Regions from separate parts of the Danio rerio genome. Here region 2 is linked to region 1. The links are chromatin contacts, called in public Hi-C maps. All regions are on one chromosome and are shown on one strand. The core of a region is the stretch at or near the end of the contact, and the rest is flanking DNA. Distances in the headings are between cores, read along the strand shown.

Evidence for each region. A called contact is a pair of places that touch in the nucleus more often than the background predicts.
Region 2: a contact with region 1 is called in a Hi-C map of embryo, with 2.2 times the contacts expected there. The contact joins the promoter of cbln17 here to the promoter of pcdh1g1 in region 1. A contact is called at or near these places in 2 of 18 Hi-C or Micro-C datasets (caudal fin and embryo) and 1 of 4 datasets of contacts at active chromatin or transcription factors (caudal fin).

Annotation. Positions count from the first base shown.
Region 1 is chr10:26,513,617-26,518,015 of GRCz12tu, forward strand. pcdh1g1 (protocadherin 1 gamma 1) reads left to right here and starts at 1,610. Exons shown (of 4, transcript NM_001020804.2): 1 at 1,610-4,062. The coding sequence starts at 1,672. The region is part of intron 5 of LOC141376355 (a long non-coding RNA gene); the gene reads right to left. The region is part of intron 4 of LOC141376356 (a long non-coding RNA gene); the gene reads right to left.
Region 2 is chr10:26,717,423-26,721,959 of GRCz12tu, forward strand. cbln17 (cerebellin 17) reads left to right here and starts at 2,688. Exons shown (of 5, transcript NM_001326525.1): 1 at 2,688-2,904; 2 at 3,060-3,101. The coding sequence starts at 2,718. The region is part of intron 5 of LOC141376355 (a long non-coding RNA gene); the gene reads right to left.

The sequences.
Region 1 (4,399 bases), core at 360-2,859:
AAAAAATAATATATATATATATATATATATATATATATATAATAGTTTGTGCTTTAAAACTGTCATCTGTCAGATCATCTGATGCATTTTTGACAAATTATTTCTTCCTGTTCAGTGTGCACATTAAACACAAAGGTGAGGCTCTGGATTTGAATGTCGGATGTGTACAATTCAACAAAACAAATTATTGTTTAGTTTAAATTTTGCCTGTTGGAAAATATAATTGAATTTCATACTTTTCAATTTAAGACAATTGTATCTCTCTCTCTCTCTCTCTCTCTCTCTCTCTCTCTCTCTCTCTCTCTCTGTAGATATATATATATATATATATATATATATATATATATATATATATATATATATATATATATATATATATATATATATATATATATATATTCTAGGATACCCTCTTTTTAAATTTAATGCATAGTTTCACCTTTGTCTGCTCTTGCACTTTCCATTCCAGGCGCTTTGTACAGCGGCAATAGATCGCGCTGTCCATGGTGCTGAAAACAAATGCGTTTGTGAAACGTAACGTTTGTGTGTACATCAATACATGCTGTAAAGCTGAGAATTATACTGTAATTATACTGGAACTGAAATTTCTCTTTAATTATATAAACAATTACAAGAAACAAATTCATTGAAATGTAAACCATTTTAAGAAAGTAATCTCGTGGCAGATAACAGTACCGGTATAAAGTTTGGAACCAGTTTTTGAAATAACTCTACATTAAACAATACAGTAAAAACATTACTATGATTTTTTTTTATTAACTGTTTTCAATGTAATACATTTTAATAAATCAGCACGTTAGAATGATTTTAGAAGGGTCATTTGAGATTGATGTAAACTGATGAAAACTGAGCTTTGGATTATATGAATAAAATACATTTTCAATACAAATTCTATTACACTGAAATTATATTAAAGGGATATTAAAGAGATAGTTAACCCAAAATGAAAATCATTATCATTACTCACCATTTACTTGCTTCAAGCCTGTTCAACTTTTTTCCTTTGACGAACACAAAAGAAAATATTATAAAAAAGCTGGAAACCTATAACTATTGTCTTCCATACTATTTATTGTTTCTACTATGGAAGTCAGTGGGTAAAGATTTGCAGCTTTGTTCAAAATATTTTCTTTTGTGTTCAACTGGAAAAGAAAAAAAAAGTTTAAATCATTAGGGTGAGAAAAATAGTAAGTACGTTTACATTTTAGTGTGAACTATCCCTTCAATAAAATAAACCATATAAAACGATGTTTTTATTATAAAAGAAATAAGCAATATAAACTTTTTAAAAGAAACACAAACAATTTATTGGCTAGTATTTATGTGGCTTGTCTGCAGTAAAAGTCCACTCCAAGTTTGTGTAAAGAAATCTTTATCTTATAAAGGGACATAGTGCACTGGTTATATTAGAGACTATTTAATTAACAATTTCTGAAACATTACACACCGCACTTGTGGTTCGTTTCTTTATACTTACTTTAACCACACAGCGTCGCTGTTGACTAGCTAGTTTTGAACATAAGAACCCACCCATTTGGTGCGATTTTTTTCTTCTTTTTTCTGTTCTGTTGATAACATTTGTCAAAATCGCAGTGCTTTGACTGTCCATGATACAAATCGATTGTGTGAGTATTATTATACAAAGAAGACATGGCAAAAACGTCTAAATTGTGCTTGGGAAAATGGCGATTATGGATAACATCGCTTCTTTTCTGCGTTACCGCTGCTGATGTTCGTTATTCTGTGCCGGAGGAAACCAAGACAAAATTTGTTATTGGAAATCTAAGTAAGGATGTTAATTTGGATTATAATCGCTTGAGATTTCGCAAGGCCCGTTTGGATTACCAAGGGGACAGAAGGTACTGTGAAATAGACCTAGATTCAGGGAATCTTTTTGTTTCGGAAAGGATCGACCGAGAAATGCTATGCGGAACTGCCTCCCCCTGCATCATGCACTTTGAATTTATTCTTGAAAACCCTTTAGAACTTCATAACATCGCTTTAGAGGTCCAGGACGTCAATGACAACCCTCCTGTTTTCCCAAAAGGTTCGATAAAGCTCGAGATAAGCGAAGGAGCTCCGACAGGAAGCAAATTACAATTAACTCGAGCACGGGATTTGGATGTGGGAATTAATTCAGTTCAGACATATATTCTCAGTCAAAACAAACATTTTGTTCTTGATACAAAGTCAAGCAAAGACCGTTATGTGGATATTGTTTTAAAAAACAGCCTGGACCGAGAGACAAGGGGAGAGCATTCTTTGATATTGTCTGCGGTAGATGGCGGAAACCCTCCCAATTCTGGAACTGTTGTTATTGAAGTGGTTGTAATTGACATGAATGACAATGCACCATTATTTTTGCAGCCTTTGTATAACGCTCGGTTATCTGAAAATTCAGCACTGGGAACGTCTGTCATCAAAATCACGGCTACCGATGAGGATGAGGGCGCAAATGGAGAAATAAAATATTATATCAATCACCTGTCTGACAACACAAAACAGTTGTTTAAAATTGATGAAAACTACGGGGAAATATCAGTTATTGGACAGCTGGACCACGAGAAAGCCTCCTCATATGAGGTGGAAGTGCAAGCAGAGGATGGCGGAGGTCAGACAGGCCACTGTAAAGTTGTTATTGAAATAGATGATGTCAACGACAACGCGCCTGTTATATCTGTGAAATCTCTAAAAAATAAAATCCCAGAAAACACAACACCAGGCACAGAGATAGCCGTAATAAACGTAAAAGACCAAGACTCAGGAGAAAACAGCCGGATTAGTTGTTCCATTTCGCCGAATCTGCCATTTCAGCTACAGCCATACATTAAGTCTTATTTCATTCTCACTACAAGTAGTTCGCTTGATCGGGAACAAATCGATAATTACAATGTGACAATAATCGCAACCGATGGAGGTATACCACCCTTATTTTCCAACATTTCTCTGAACATACAAGTTTCTGACGTCAACGACAACTCCCCTAGATTTGAACTGCAGAGTTACTTCATTTATATAAGTGAAAATAAGCAAGCAGGCACCTCTGTTTGTTCTGTCAGTGCAAATGACCCAGACTGGAGACAGAATGGGACTGTACTGTACTCTCTGGTACCCAGTGAAGTCAACGGGGTCCCAATGTCCTCATTTCTCTCTATTAATGGAGATACAGGAGTGATTCATACTGTGAGATCATTTGACTATGAGCAGTTCAGAAACTTCAGTGTCAAAGTTGTTGCCAGAGACAATGGTTCACCTCCACTCAGCAGTAACGTGACTGTCAAAGTCTTCATAACGGATGAGAATGATAACTCTCCACAGATATTATACCCTGTTCCTGACGGAAAGACTTTAATGACTGAAATGGTCCCTAAAGCGACTCTCTCAGGCTCTCTGGTGTCAAATGTGATTGCTGTAGATGCTGACTCTGGACAGAATGCATGGCTGTCCTATCAAATCTTGAAATCTACTGATCCGGGACTTTTCACTATTGGTCTCCATAGTGGAGAGATCAAAACTCAACGAGACATTTCTGAATCTGACAATATGAAGCAGAATCTTGTTATTTCAGTAAAGGATAATGGCCAGCCATCTTTGTCTACAACATGTGTTGTGAATTTACTGATTTCTGATAATCTTTCTGAAGTTCCTGAACTTAAAGATATGAGCTATGAGGACAACAACTCTAAATTAACCTCATACTTGATCATTGCATTAGTTTCCGTCTGCACTTTCTTCCTGACGTTCATCATACTGATGTTGGCAGTGAAGTTTTGTCACAGGAGAAAGCCCAGACTGTTGTTTGATGGAGCAGTTGCTGTTCCCAGCGCCTATTTGCCTCCAAACTATGCAGATGTGGATGGAGCAGGAACTATCCGCAGCTCTTACAATTATGACGCGTATCTGACAACAGGCTCGCGCACCAGTGACTTTAAGTTTGTGAGCTCGTATAATGAAAACACACTTCCGGCTGGTGGGATTCTGGATAAGAGTAAAATCGATTTTAATATGTTGCGCCTGTCTGACGTAGGGGAATGTACCGAGTTACAGTAAATGCCTGCTTTGATTCTTAAGCTTTTTTGTTTGTTTGTTTGTTTGTTTGTAATGTGTCTTGTTTACGCACCTAAAAATGACGCACAGCACAACTGCTGCCATTCATTCTACAAAAAAGTTTTAGATTTAATTTTTTGTTTTGAATTGTCTTTATTTGCTGAAAAAATAGCTGTAAACGGTTGTAGTTTCCAATGTTCTTTAAACAGTAGTTTCACATATACAGTTATTTCAGTTTATATTCCCGAATTATTAGTGGAAAATATTGACTATGTGTATCCTCTTATCGCACAAGTAAATAAACCTCGATTATTAACTATAATTACATTTT
Region 2 (4,537 bases), core at 1,438-3,937, 200 kb after region 1:
CCAAACATCTTTATTTGTGAATAATCAGAGGCTTATTTCAAAAGCGCAATTGTTTTTTTATTCTTTCCCTCAAAGGCCTGTTTGGGCTGGTAATAACCTCTTTCCCCTTGCTCCACAGTTTGTCTGAATGATGCAAGTAATTTTTATTTAGGGTTTAAGCAGAAATAATCTGCAGAAAGTATTTAATTTAAAAAGTAAACAAACACAAAAGCAGTCTTTTCAGTTACACTACAACAACAAAAAATGAGCTCTTGGGCCCATAAGAGCAGACTTCTGCACATTAATGTGTAATTGGCTGATAAAAGAGGCACATAATGAAGACGCATAAAGAGTTTTAGAGTATTTTGCTGCAGCCCAGTCCTGGCAACCCTTGCTGCATTTTAAAGAGCTGTGCTGGAGTCTCAAGGGCATCAGGCAGAGAAGTGCACTTGACTGCAGCATTAAGATGACACTGACACAGCATTAGGCCACTTCCACCAACAATAGACAAACAACTTTTGACCTAACTAAATGACCTGGAGTCACAAGTTTGCTACATAATTATCTGACCTTCATTTGTCTATCTATCTATCTATCTATCTATCTATCTATCTATCTATCTATCTATCTATCTATCTATCTATCTATCTATCTATCTATCTATCTATCTATCTATCTATCTATCTATCTATCTATCCATCCATCCATCCATCCATCCATCCATCCATCCATCCATCCATCCATCCATCCATCCCTCTGTCTGTCTGTCATGCTAAATGTAATTGTTTTACACTTTTTTCAATTACTTTGCCTTAATTGTCACATTATTATTTTTTTTTAGAAACAATAAGTTCAGATCTCAGAACAATTAACTTGTTCACAACATATTGCAATTTTTACACATGTGCAAAAAGTACAATTATATGCAGTGTGCACAACAGCTAATTGTATATGGCTCGTTGAAAAAAGCAGTAGGCCCAACACATTTCCTCCATACTTCAAAACCTAGTTAATGTGTCAGTAATTTGGCCAAAATCACTCAAATATAAAGTATTTTGTTAGCCACACATTAGTCAGCCTTACACATTAAGATTTTATAAGACAAAAACTGATCTTTATTGAGAAGAGTCAAAATAAAAAGCAGATAAACATTTGCATTTATGCAGTACATTTATTTTTGTATGAATGTGTTAAATGAAAAGTTTTTTACTCTTTCATGAGTCACGCAATCTACATATACACTGTAAAATGTATATTTAATTCAAATATTCTGTAAATTGAATTTACGTAAATAAAATGTAAAAAAAACAGTAGATTGCTGAAAACCACAGCTGTATTTGTTTGTAAAATCAAGAAGAAAACAGCTAAATATTGTAAAAGCTTTGTGTCATCATTGTGCAGGATAGTAACATCTGTGTCCTGAGAGTATCTGATGTTATCTGTATCTTCTTTTATTTAAAGGTAACTGTGTGCTAATGCAGTGAAAAGCTGCTTGATAATTACAATCACAAATGAACACAATAAAGCCTTTAAGGAATAAATAAATATGAAAGGGCAAGAATTCAGCACATTGTAATTTAAACTATTTAGGTTTTTTTGTATCTAGTTACATAAATTGTGATAGTTTTGCTTACTAATTTGGGTTTACAGCAATATTTTGACAATAAAAATGTTTTAGTATAGGTTTTTGTCTTTACTTAAATGTTTTAGTTCAGCTTACTTGATAATTTTAAAGCAATCGGTTTTCTAATACTTTCCTAGTAATGTAAACACTTATAAAAAAAAATAACACAACTAATTATTTTGAGCCAACAGTACTGAAGTTTGCTTTATTAAGAAGTTGTAAATATGAACTGGGTTAAGTTATGTTCACTTAAATGAATACACTACTAAGAAATTTTAAATCAATCAGTTTCCTTAATTGTTCTAAGTATCAACTTACATTTTACAGTGTATGCTCTAAAACTTGATTGGTTAAATGGTTGATTCTAATTGTATTGCACTGTATGTGAACAAGAAGCTATTTTTTCAGAGATCTAAACTTTTTGTTTCTAGAGAAAAACAAAACAAAACAAGAATTGAGCCAAAACAGTTGAAGAAAACTCTCAGTGAAAACTCTCCTTCTCTCATTTGAAGTGAAAGGGCGACATCTAGTGTTCATAAACTAGACTATTTCTAATAACATGATATATTTAATTTAATTTCATTTTAATTCTGATATCACTTTGACTAATTCCTAAATATATGCCTTCTGTATAACACACTATAATTATGTTTTACATAAAATAATTACAGAGCCATTTATGCAGACAGAAACTCAATGAGTACCTTGTAGATGATTTTTGACTAATTAAGACTAATTACAATGATGACATTTATAATAATTAATTTCATTATAATACCTAAATCACTTTAAGTTTAGTATAGCTTCTATTTTTACAGTACAAGCCAGTATCATTGTAGAGGCTATCAAATATGACATGAAAAAAAATACAAAAATGAAAGACAAAGAAATATTCCAAATATCTCTTTCATTCTTTACATTACTATTCTTATACTTTTACTAACACTCCAGACAATTTAACCAACTGTTAAAACATAAACAGAACTTTACTCTTAGGACTTCAACTTTCTGCAGTTTAATTGGCTGAAAAAAAATCTGTCAATACAGAGAGTAATGATTAACTAACTGAAAGCCCGAAAGCTGTGTTATTTTCCTTGTCTCTCTGATTGTAAGGATGAAGGTGAGTGTTTCTCTTCTTCTGTTTTGCTATCTGTCTCTCAGTGATGGAGATAAGGAGCTGGAAGTTTTGGTGGCCAGTGAAAGAAATGACCAGCCCAACATCTGGACTGAGGTGAGAGATGTAAGAGACATGTTGGTGGAGCTCAGAGTCAAGCTGGACATGACGATGAAAGAGAATGCAAGTCAGTAATGCTTTCTTATTCTGTCATGTTTACATAAACATACAGCTGTTAAATAATAATAACATTTTACAATAAGGGAAATCACAATTAATAAACACAGTACAGTACAATGCAACATTAAAAAGGTAATTAATTAGATCATTATTGTTTCATAGAAATGGCAGAACAAATACTGGAGCTGAAGAAAGAAAATTCAGGTATTTACAATTGTATTTTGATACCAGCTGTGGTGTACTGTTCAAAGTTGACCAGAAAAAAAATCCCCATAATTTACTGTATGCTTCTCTTAATAATAGCAAATATTTCATAGAATAATTATAATGTAAAGGTAATATTTCAAGGAAAAAAATTCATTTAGATAATTTCTTTCTAGAAAATCACAACAGACGATTCAAAACCATGCCAAAAAATGTACAAATGACAACATTTTAATTTTACATATATAATCAATGCCTATGAATAACTTTAATCAAACTATAAACCCTAAATCCGGAGAAAATGATCATTTTTAAGAAATCTCATTTGTTATTGGGCTGTACACACACGAATAAAAAATATTAAGTCAGATTAAATACTGTAGTTGTTTTAAACAATACAATAATTAAATGTATTATAGACCATTTTGAGAAATGTAAACAAATACAATGGTCCCAACGTATTTCCTATTTTACATTTGTAATGTCTATAGCTTCCGGGAATCCAAAAAAAAAAAAAAAAGCTACATGAAAGCTACAAGCCAATGACATCACCACATTGTAATGAGTATTTTGTGAATGAATTCTACTCCCCACTGAACTGATAAACTGTATAAACATGTCCAACCTTGAGGCAGATGGGCTACAGCAGCAGAAGACCACACCGAGTGCCTCTCTTGTCAGCTAAGAACAGGAAACTGGCTACAATATCCACAGGCTCATCAAAATTAGACAATAGAGGATTGTAAATACGTTGCCTGGTCTGATGAGTCCTGATTTCTGCTGCAACATTTGGATGGTACGGTCAGAATTTGGTGTCAACAACATGAAAGCATGGATCCATCCTGCCTTGCATCAACGGTTCATGCTGCTGCTGGTGGTGGAAGGGTGTGTGGGATAATTCTTGGCACACTTTAAGCCCATTAGTACTAACTGAGTATTGTGTCAACGCTACCTGAGTACTGTTGTTAAACATGTCCCTAACTTTATGACCACAGTGTACCAATCTTCTGCTGGCTACTTACAGCTGGATAACTTGCCATGTCATAAAGCGCGAATCATCTCAGACTGGTTTCTTAAACATGACAACGAGTTCAATGTACTAAAATGGCTTCCACAGCCACCAGAAATTATTCCAATAGAGCACCTTTGGAATGTGGTGGAATGAGAGATTCACATCATGGATGTGCAGCTGACAAATCTGTAGCAACTGCGTGATGCTATCATGTCAATGTTGACCAAAATCTCTCAGGAAATTTTCTAGCACCTTGTTGAATCTATGCCAAAAAAGATTAAGGAAGTTCTGAAGGCAAAAGGGGGTTCAACACTGTACTAGTAAGGTGTACCTAATAACTTGGCCTGTGAGCATATATATATATCACTGCAATACATATTATGCAAAAATACATTAAATACATGAATATATTAGAAATATATAA